Linked DNA regions of Mus musculus: region 2 is linked to region 1. Evidence: chromatin contacts called from public HiChIP or PLAC-seq data. All regions are on one chromosome and are shown on one strand. Each heading gives the region's core, a stretch centred on a gene start, on an enhancer-like site or on the middle of the called end of the contact. The rest is flanking DNA. Distances are from core to core; before and after follow the strand shown.

Region 1 (5,182 bases), core at 2,493-4,992:
TCTCTCTCTCTCTCTCTCCTTTTCCTCCTCCCGACCCCCCCCCCAGCCTCAAGCCCCAGGGGGCAGTTAACAACTGTTTGGAAAGAGAGGGCCTGGCAGCTCCCCTCAAAACCTTCCCAGAAACGGGAAGAGGGTGGATAAGGTGGTACTGGGGTTGCAAAGGCAAGAGGGAACTGGAAGGGCAGTGGCCTGTGGGGAGGGAGGAGATGCAGGGTGCAGACTGAAACTGTGGAAAGAGTACATGTCCACGAAATGGCCCACAGACAAGTGACCAGAGCCAAGCAGCCTCTGTCAATCAGGTGTAAATCTTAAGGTGCTACCGACCAGAGAGGCATCCAATTCCCTTAGTGATCCAGAGCTCAGCCCCGCCAGGCCAGAGTCTTCAGTCTTTCTCCCTGGCCATTTTCAGTCCCGGGGCTGTAGGTTTTCAGTCTTTATTCCCGTGCTCTCTGCTCCCCGTACATATCACATACCCGCAAAGAAAGGGTGGATCTTAGCCGAGGGGGACGTCTACAAACTGTTTTTCAGTGAACAAAGAGAGGGAAGCCCAAGGGGTCCTCCCTCTGGGGAAGGAGTGTGGGAGTGCTGGGTGGGGGGGGCGGTGTGAGACAGCAACACCCCCGACCCCCATCTGGGAGGCCAAAGATTTCAGCCGCTCACTGGTTCCTAACTCCTGCACCTGCCTAATGGAGCTGGGCCATCATCACCAGATCCTGCTCATAAAGCAAGTTAAGATCCTTGAGTGACAGCTGCAACCTTAGCAGGAAGTGTTATTTATATCACATCACATGGGACTTTGAAGGTGACTGGGAGACAGCCCCATAGCCCAGATCCCAAAAGAGGTTTTTGATTTGGTAATACCAAGTTGGAAAAATCACAGTTAACATCAGTTAACATCTGAGATAAAAGAAATTATATATATATTACATATATATATATATATTTCAAGCATCCACTTCTTCCCTAACCTACCGACTCTCCATCTTCCCTGTTCTTTCTGGACCTTCATAACAATCCAGTCAACCTTTCCCAGGTATCCAGAGGTCACACAAAGGTGAAGACAGCCCCAAAGAGTGGCGTAGCCACACAGTTGGTCATGACATGTTAAGGTGTGTCCTATACTGTAATCTTACAAATTTGTGTCTATCAAGCTTTTTACATTTTGCATTGCAATACACTCATATATATATAAATTTTCAATTATGCATTATTATTTGATATTTCCTACTTGTCTTTCTGGGAGCGATCTGGTGGATTAACTTACTGAACAGAGAGTAAGTCTTACCCTGTAGTTTGGGAAACATTGACTCTAAGAGAACCCAGAATGAAGGATGATCAATTACTACTGGGATGATAGCAACGAATGCTTTGCCAACAACTGAACTTACACTTGACCATGAGAAACAGAAAAAGTTTGAGTAAATCAGGTGGCTTCAGGAGTGTGCAATGGGATTGTCTATTCTTCTGAAAAGACAAGATTGTAAGAAGGAACATGTGTCTTATAATGATGAGAAAAAAAATTCATATTAAGAAATCTACTCACTTAAAAATCTGCACATAAAAATTCTTCATGTCTATTAAATTCTTAACTTCCAGAATAAATGAAGTCCATTGAGATTTAGTGACAATGAGGATAAAAGCCAGAGCTCACAACTCACTTTTCCGAGCCCTGTATATCCTGGGATCTCAGCTTCTTGGGAAGCAGAGGCAGGAGGATGACTGCTTCCCAGAAGGTTGAGGTCAGCCTGGAGAACCTAATGCGACCGTGTCTCACACACACTAACAAACTTTCTGGGACTAGTTCTATTTTGAAATATCTGTGTGGCCTGAGGGTGTACCTCTCCACACACAGAACCATCCTCATCGAGAACATGAAATGCTGAGAAGACGGTGTGAAATGACCGGGAACAGGTGGGTAATGGTTATTATCACTTCCATTTTGCTCAAAGGATCATAGACAGTGTGTAGTTAGGTTTTGGCTGTCTACTTGAATCCTCTTTCTTAAATCACATATAATAATTTCCTAAAAGGCTTTAATTAGAGAAATTAAAGTATATGAGACTTCAGGGTATCCCCCTGCAGCTGAGATGTTTCCTGCACTGATTTCTATGCCCTTGGTTCTCTTTCCACCCCTCCTGCCCCTTTACTGAGTGGTTGGGTGGTTTGGTTTGGTTTCGGCCAGTGCCTTCATGTCGGTAAGTTCTTACCCTTCTAAGTTTTCTTTCTCTACAGGCTTTCTCCACTAAATGGTTTAATCCACTTAGGATGCTATGTTTTTATCTCTCAAGTGATACCTTAACTTAGTCTTCTTGACCAAGAACTAGCCCACACACCCAAAGTTTTGCTGGAGAGTGCAACTTGAACACCCCATCCTCACAACCCACTTCATGACAAACACTTCGGCACGAGTCCAAGCATGTCAAACAGACTCTGCCAAAGCGTCTTCTACTCTTCATACTGTAGCCAAGGAAATGCCTTCAAAACTCCAATCTTGTCAGAACCCTTCATGGGCAACTCACCCATCTCTTAGGCTAAAGAGAAAACTAGATCACATTTCTTTAAGACAGTCCATCCCTTCTCTTCTTTCAAGTCTTAGTTGGAATTCCATCAAAATCATGCTTTCCCTACCCTGGCTGACCTCCCCTTAAGAACTCCCAGTCAGACAAACACCAAGTGTTCATGTGTTGCCTTTTGCTGTTGCTTTTATCCTCCTGGTGGGTTGCTGAGATTATTTAAAATCCTTTGACTTCCCATGTAAACTCTAACCTCTTCCACCCATCTATGGCCATCCGAGTAAAGGACCGCTGAGTTATATGTCCGTTCCTATAGCCCGTGCGACAGCCCAAGACTGCTTCTGCAGTAACAGTCATCCCATAGTGTGGCTACAGGCTGCTTACGATTATTTCAACCAGAGTAGAGTGGTTTGGGGGCTGGCAAGGAATATTTTGATTTTGTGCCCATATTCTCTTGACTTCGTATTTATAAAGCACTCCCTAAAATAATCATTGGAGTTGATGACTAGATAACTATTCTATATTTTGTGATAAGATTTACTAATCCACTTTCTTATCAATAAGTTATCGTGCCTAGAATTTCCTCCTAAAGTAGATCTCAGGAGAATGGCAGGAGCCAAGAACTTTCATACCTCAAACATAAAGGGATAGGACACACTGCCCGCCTCCATCTGACCTTATAATGAATAGTGCCCCTCCTCCACGCCTCCCTGACTCCTCTGAGTCATACAATAACTAGACCTTCCTCACTTCTCCACAGTGCCAGACACTGACCCTCCCCTCCCTCCCCTCAAAGCCTTAAAATAGACTCCGTTGCCCTTCTGGATGGTGTGAAGCCCACCCCTTCCCTTCAGACCCCAGTACACTCTCTTCTAGCAGTAAATAAATCTTGTGACCTCATCTGCCTCCATATCTCCTGTTAATTTTAGAACTTAGTAAAAGTTTTTTTTTTCTTAATAGTTCCAAAGAAATCACACTTTCTTAAAATGGTAGTTGTAGGAAAATTACATCTAGTTCACTTACCTTCCTAAGTTCATATGCTCATGAGAAGAACTTCTTCTGTGAGGTTTATATTAGCCTCATTGGCAGAAATCACCACTTGAACATTAATATCTCATACTTGTGACATCTCAATCTGAATTCCTGATCATCCCTAGACAACATTCTTTCCCTGTTGGAGCCAGTTCCTATGTGTTACAAGGCAAGATTTGTGGTTGGTGAGACTGAAGCCTTTGAGTCACTCCTGACTCAGTCTCTCACAGACACCATCTCATGTGACTGCAGATCCCACTGTCTATAACACACATGCATTAGAAATACAGATCACAGATGGCGGGTACCACCACCACAGCATCTCTTGTACTGTGTCCCAGATGCTGTGACCTATCCCCTGAGTTACGTGAGCAGCCCCCTTTCCCCGTGTCTCCGCTTCTATCCCTGATGCTGATCATCAATTCTGAGCACAGTGCCTCTGTGACCAGGTTGAAATGCACCATGGTGCTGAAAGCTACCATCCTCTCCCCGTCTAACTCCAAGTAGATGGTGATGGTGGTTCATTAGCCCTTAAAGTGCAGGCCCAGGTGGGTCTGGCTCCCCTTCCCCTTTCTTCCCCTTCCATCCCACTACTCCCCTCTTCCCTTCTCTCTGCTGAGTTCCCACCTGCTCATGCTGTCCCAGTTACACTGGCTCTTCTTGTTCTTTCTCAAAACAGGTAAAAAGCCTTGCTCCTCGGGGCCTCTAAGATGGCTGGTCCTTCACCATGCTGTGCTCCTGCCCTAGATAGCTGTCAAATATTCTTCCAATGAAGGGCCCCATTTAAGACTAGAGCCCATCCCACACCTCAGCCCAGCAGTCCTTGTCACCCTAAGAGTCCATTCCATTATTATTCCATTATGCAGAATCTAAGACTGCACTGACCCATTTACCTTAAATTTCTCTCAGTCAGCATGCACTCTCCATGAAAAAACTGGAGTGGGTCTGCTTTACCCCCAGTACCAAAAATGATGCCTAGTGTACAGGAGGCACTCAGTACATGAGTGCTGAATGAAAGAACAGACTGATAATTAAATTACTAGCTTCTCTGTTCTCCATGGGTTTGATTAGACTTAAATTCCATCTGCATCCCTGACGTCATTTCTCCTTAGAAACAGGTTGTCATATATATTTTTGTGTGTGTAGTACTCTAGCAAACTAAAGTTAACAGTGAACAATCTGAACTTGCTACAAGAGTTCTGAACCAATGACTACGTGAAAATTACAACCCAAGGACATCGTGAACTCCGCAAATAGGAAGAACAAAATGAATTCATCAGGGGAGCTTGTCCAGAAAGTTTCCACAGAGAACTGGCACTTCTTTCTCCTTAAAGAAGCAATCAGGTCTGCATGGATGGAGGCAGCACGGAGAAGCCAAATATAAGAGGACAGAGAGCTAAGTTGGCTCAAGTCTAGGGCACCACACTAGGAGCTTGGAGAGAACCCTGCCCAGGAGACCTTGGCAGTCAGTGAGGACCTAAGAGTTTCCTTTTTGAAGCAGGTTCTGATGGGGAGAGTAGGGCTGAGGAGATGAGGAGAAAGATGGTGGGGGAGGGAGGGCTAGGAACTGCAGGTCATCGAGGCTCGTTCCTTTTGTCCTTCCTTCCTTCCTTCCTTCCTTCCTTCCTTCCTTCCTT
Region 2 (5,630 bases), core at 2,401-4,900, 530 kb after region 1:
GACACTCCTGCCCTCTGGTGCTCCTTGACCCATGGTTACCAGCTGACCTTATTTAAAAAGTAGCCATGCATACATACATGTAGGCAGAGATCAGAGCCACGGTGTGTGGCCGAGAGTGGAGAGAGCAGAGATTGTCAGTGAAGGCTCATTAACTTTTGCCCAGGAACACAGAGGGTTTTTTTTTGTTATTGCTATTGTTGTTGTTGCTTGTTTGTTTGTTTGTTTTTATGGTGGGGGGCATTTCAAAGGTTACTGGAGCCAACATTGTAAAACTAAAGAATACTGTATAATAATAAAGATGCATTTTTCATGTGTGTACATGGGTGCATGTAGAAGCCAGTACTGGTGTAACATGTATATGCCAACATACCCAGCCTCTTTTGGAGCTATGTTCCTGGTCTTATTCTTTATTATTTTGAGATGGGAACCACATACATATTCTAGGTTGGCTTTGAGCCTACAAATGTGGCCAAGGATGACCTTGAACCTAAGAACTTTCAGCCTCCACGTCCTAAGTCCTGTGAATGCAGGCATGTGCCACCACACCCAGTATATATGATGTTGGGGACTGAACCTAGCCCGGTGGTAAGGATCAAACCCAGGGCATCATGCACGGTAAACAAAACTCTTACCAATGAAGCCATATCACCAGTGCTACGCCTCTGAGCCTTCTTTCATTTTTTAGTAGGTTTATTTAGAGTGCACATGTGCAGATCAGAGGACAACCTACAGGTGTTGGCTCTCTCTACCACGTGGGTCCTGAGGACTGAACTCAGGTCTTCAGGCTTGACAGCAAGGGCCTCTACCCACTGAACTCTCTTGCCACCCATTAATTTTTTTGTTTTCTCTCTCTCCTTCCTCTCTCCCTTTTCCTCCCTTTCTCTTTCTTCCTTCCTTTCCCTTTCTTCCTTCCTTTCCCTTCCTCCCTTCTTTCCTTTCTTTTTGAAACAGGTCTCATTATATTGACCTGGATGTACTAAAATTCACTATATAGACCAGGCTGATCTGGAACTCACAGATCTACCTGAGTGCTGGAATTAAAAGCATGGGCTACTACAGCCAGCATATGTTTTATATTTGAATCACAGTCTCACTCTGTAGCCTAGGGTGACCTTGAACTTCTAATAATCCTTCTGCCTCTGTCTCTGGAATTCTGGATTTACACACATGCAGCACTGTGCCCAGCTAAGAGTTCTATTTCTAAATCTATGAATAGCTGCTGGACCTCTCAGTGAAGGCTCTCTCCAACAGAAGGATAACTGTTGGCTGATGTCCTGAGGTCTGCTCTCTGGGGGCTTGGAGCTGTGGAGTTGGGGTCAGTGCTAAAGTGACATGGATAAGTTAAGTCATTTTATGTTCCTTTTGGGGAGAGGGCTTGTGTCTGTTCCATTATAAGACTCTAGTTAGGTTCATAGAAAATTCTGTCAGGCTCCCTGCAAGAACTCTGGGAACCGGTTTCAGGTTCTTTGGAGCCTGGAATGGATTTTCCTGCTCAGTCCCCGTCCTGCACTGGCCTTTGCAGTCAGAAAGGCCTAGAAGTCTGCTTCTCAGCTTCTCACCCACCTCCCCACCCACCCACCCTTTACCCCTCCCCAGTAGCAGTTCGTAGAGGACTTCCATACCTTATCCGGCTCATATTGCATAAGTGTTTACTCTTTCAACAGGATTTCTGGTTGTCTATCATGTGCTAACTGTGCAAAGGGCTGGAGAACTGAAACAAAATCTGGTCCCCCAGGAGAGGAATCTAAGCGATCCCAGCCCAGTTTGTCATCCGATTGGAAATTAGAAATGTGTCCACCAGGTGGCGATCAAGAGAAGTCACTAGAACTTTTTTTTTTTTTTTAATTTATTTATTCCCTCCCTCCATCTACCTCTGACTACTGTTTTATTTCCCCTTCTGAGTGGATTCAAGCATCCTCCTTTGAGCCGTCCTTGTTATTTAGCTTCTTTGGCTCTGTAGATTGTAGCATGGTTATCCTGTACTTTATGACGAATATCCACTTAAAAATGAGTACATAGCATGGATTTCCTTTTGGGTCTGGGTTACCTCACTCACTTGGGATGATATTTCCTAATTTCACAGGGTGGGTGAGGGTTAGGTGTAGAGAGAGATGGGGAGAGAGGGCCGAGAGAGTGAAGGAAAATCAGTGAGAGTTGGGGTGGAGGGCGCATCTCTAGAATGTGCCAGAGACCTGGGATGGGGGAGGCTCCGAGGAGTCTATGAGGGTGACTGTAGCTGAGACTCCTAGCAGTGGGGATATGGAGCCTGAAGAGGCCATCCCCTGTAGCCAGGCAGGACTCCCAGAGGAAGGATAAGGACACCAACCCATCCACAAAACTTTCCACCCAAAATTTGTCCTGCCTATAAGAAATGCAGGGACAAAGATGGAGCAGAGACAGAGGGAATAGCCAGTCAATGTCTGGCCCAACTTGAGAGCCATCTCATGGGTAAAAACCAATCCTGGACACTGTTAATGATACTCTGTTATGCTTGCAGACAGCAGCCTAGCATAACTGTTTTCTGAGAGGCTCCACCCATCAGCTGACTGAAACAGATGCAGTGACCCACAACCAAATATTAGAGGGAGTTTGGAAGGAGACTCCACAGGAAGACCAACAGAGTCAACTAACCTGAACCCTTGGAAGCTCCCAGAAATCGGACCACCAACCAAAGAGCATACACAGGCTGGACCTAGGCTTCCCACTCATATGTTACTGTGGGGAGTGGGTGTGGCGGTTATCCCAAGATGGTGCCCGGGACTGTAGCCAAGTCTAATGACTTGCACCTGACTTCCTCATACACCTGAAAATAAGGCACGTCCATCGTGAGAGCTGCGCAGGCCCACCATGATGCAAGATCAGGCCATTTGATGAAGGCCAATGAACTGAGATTACGCGGACTGGGCTGATGGGGCGTGGTTGAGGGGTTATATAAGGGATTGCGATTGGGGCTAGAGGAGATTCCTGCTTGCATGTTGAAAGCTTCCTGAATAAACTGCTTTGAGAAGAACGCTGTGTCGTCACTCTTTTTTGCTGGTCGGAGACAGAAGCGACATGTTACAAGTGTGCGGCTTGGTCTTTATGCAGGACCCCGACAACTGGAGCAGGGCTCTCCCCAGCTCTGTTGCCTACCTGTGGATCCTGTTCCTCTAACTGGGCTGTTTTGTCTAGCCTCAGTAAGAGAGGATGTGCCTAGTCCTGCGGTGACTTAATATGCCAGGGTGGGGTGGTACCTAGGGTGGTCTCCCCACTTCTCAGAGGAGAAGAGGAGAGGGATGAAGGGAGGGGCCATGTGAGGGAAGGACCGGGAGGAGAGGGAGGCTGAGATCAGGATGTAAAGTGAACAAATGAATAAATTAATCAGTGGAAAAATGCGTATTTATTTTATTTTATGTGTAAGAAGAGGGTGTCAAGCCCCTGTAGCTGGAGGTCTGGAGGGTTGTGAGCCACCCTGTGGAAGAACAGGCACACAGCACAGTGACTTCTGCCTCATGTGTACTTTTCTATCGGTTGTTTTAATTGTTCACTTTCCAGGCCTCGCTGAGATACCCAAGACAGAAACACAAATGCCTCTCTGTCCCCATGCTGCACACTCATTTGCCGACTGTGAGTGGCACGTTTTATAGAATGGAATGCACAGAATGAGGTGTGCCCTGGGGAGGAAATTCCTGTGTGGATGGATGACTGGTTCCAGCTCATTACCACCATGGCATCCTTCAAAGATGACACACATCTCTCCCAGCTGTGCTTTCCCCGTCTGCTCAGTCTCCGTGTAATTTGATTAAATGTGTCTTTTCCCCCCATCATAATGGAGAGAGAGGCCATGATCCTAGTATGCTAGGAAGATGAGTGCTGGCTGAGGAAACCTGAGACAGGCAGTGGCACCTGTCAGGCCCTGGCTGTATGGACTGCAGGTGGAGGTGCATAGGCCCCTTGGAGAGCGAGCGTATGATGACCCCATGTGACCTGGATGCCCGATATTGAACTGCAGAATCTGGTGTTCACGCTGCTGGGTTTCAGTCTTTGTTTGATCCAGTGTTTCTTTTTTGCTATTTTCCTGCTCCTTCCTTTTGGGATGTGATTTTAAAAATTTGTTATTATTATAATTGTTGTTGTTATTATTATTATTATGGTGTGTGAGATATGTGTGAATATGCATGCATATACGGTGCACATGTGGCCAGGGGCCAGCTCTCAGGATCCACTCTCTCCTTCCATTTTTTACCGTGTGATCCAAGGATCCAACACAGGCCATCAGATTTGTGGGCAAATGTTATTATTCACTGGTATCTGATGGATGGCCTGTATGTGATCTTGTCTCCTCCTCCTCTTCCTCCTCCTCTTCCTTCTTCTTTGAAACTAAAATGTCCTTTCCTGAGGGAGGAGGGAGATTCATGGGTCCCATCTCCAAGGTTTTATAAGCAATAAACTTTTATGAGGAAGAGGAAAAAGGAGTCTTTGGTGACTGCCACACATTGAGCAGGAGCTCCAGGGATGTCACCACCTACTTTAGTGGTTGGGTTTTGGGTGACACAGCTCATTTTGAGTCATTGTTTATCTGGTCTGTCCATGCTATGGGGGTGGGGGTGGTGGTGTGAATTGATGTTTCTTTATGTCCCATTAGGAAAAATACTGTAACAACTACCACTTCTGGCTGCATTGCCTCAGCAAGTTTATTGAAGTCAGAATAGTTTTGATTCATTTAGACTGGGAGTCACATGACCATTCCTTGTTTCCCCCATAAAGACTAGAAAGTCAGTACCTTGTTCTCTTCCTCTTTTGTATTTAATTTCCTGTCAAAGCATAGGCTAACGTGGAAGATGCCATGTGTTTGTGATAGTCTGTTGCAATCCCTTCCTCACAGGGACACACTCTTTCTGGGTAGGTAACACAGCCTCCACTGGCTCCTTAGCGACAGCAGGGGAAGCACAACTACGACCTGGAGGTGTGTGATGACATACCATTTGGTGAAGTCAGCCATGTTGGGTTTGCCCCCTCAGACTGCTGGGCAGAGGCAATGAAACTTCTCCCAAACTCATCTGTATTCAGGAACCAAGGGCAACATGTCTTGGGGAGATGTAAACAAACCCTAGACAGGGCAGCAAGAATAGACCAAAGAAGCAACTGCATCCAAGTGTGGCTTGATGAGGCAGGAGGATTAGTGGACTGACTTACACAGCATGTGGCCCAGGCTGGCCTTGAACTCACTCAATAGAGGAAGATGACCTCGGACTCCCTCTGGGTCCTCCTGCTCCCACCTCCCAAGTGCTGGAATCACCTTGCTTGGCTTAGGAAATGTTCTCATATAAATGTTTTAGTTTCTTATTGTCTGATTTTGAATTTTAAAAAGTCAGATTTATTACTATCATTGTTTTTGTATGATGCGTGTACAGGCACATGCCTCACAGCATGTGTGTTTATTGTGGGAAATACCAAAAGAATCGGCAAGTTCCCGTGCTTTTCCCAGCTACTCTCAGTCCTGCCAGGCTGGTCGGCTTGTTCTTATCTCATGGAGACTCTTTAACTCAGAGCTCCAAAATCTCTCCATCCAGCTCACTAAGTTCCTTCAGGAGGGTCGCTGCCATACCAACCCAGTGCTTCAAAACCCCATGACCTTTGTGGTGTACCTC

What was found. HiChIP or PLAC-seq counts read pairs in DNA pulled down with a chosen protein or histone mark.
Region 2: a contact with region 1 is called in a CTCF HiChIP or PLAC-seq map of the NIH/3T3 cell line, with 5 read pairs. The contact joins two enhancer-like sites. A contact is called at or near these places in 1 of 15 datasets of contacts at CTCF or cohesin (the NIH/3T3 cell line) and 1 of 9 other capture datasets (macrophages).

The regions. Positions count from the first base shown.
Region 1 is chr3:97,824,734-97,829,915 of GRCm38.p6, forward strand. All of the region lies in intron 3 of Pde4dip (phosphodiesterase 4D interacting protein (myomegalin)), which reads right to left. Among named protein-coding and RNA genes, the nearest start is that of Pde4dip, 61 kb to the right of the region's middle. Within about 2 kb of position 3,743, at least 25 of the 459 cell types and tissues checked have an H3K27ac peak or open chromatin away from gene starts, as enhancers often do. A contact at or near this core is called in the NIH/3T3 cell line, where this site is marked.
Region 2 is chr3:98,352,296-98,357,925 of GRCm38.p6, forward strand. It overlaps Gm31420 (a long non-coding RNA gene), which reads left to right. Exons shown (of 3, transcript XR_001783933.2): 3 at 2,498-3,004. Among named protein-coding and RNA genes, the nearest start is that of Gm31420, 4.2 kb to the left of the region's middle. Within about 2 kb of position 3,651, at least 72 of the 459 cell types and tissues checked have an H3K27ac peak or open chromatin away from gene starts, as enhancers often do. A contact at or near this core is called in the NIH/3T3 cell line, where this site is marked.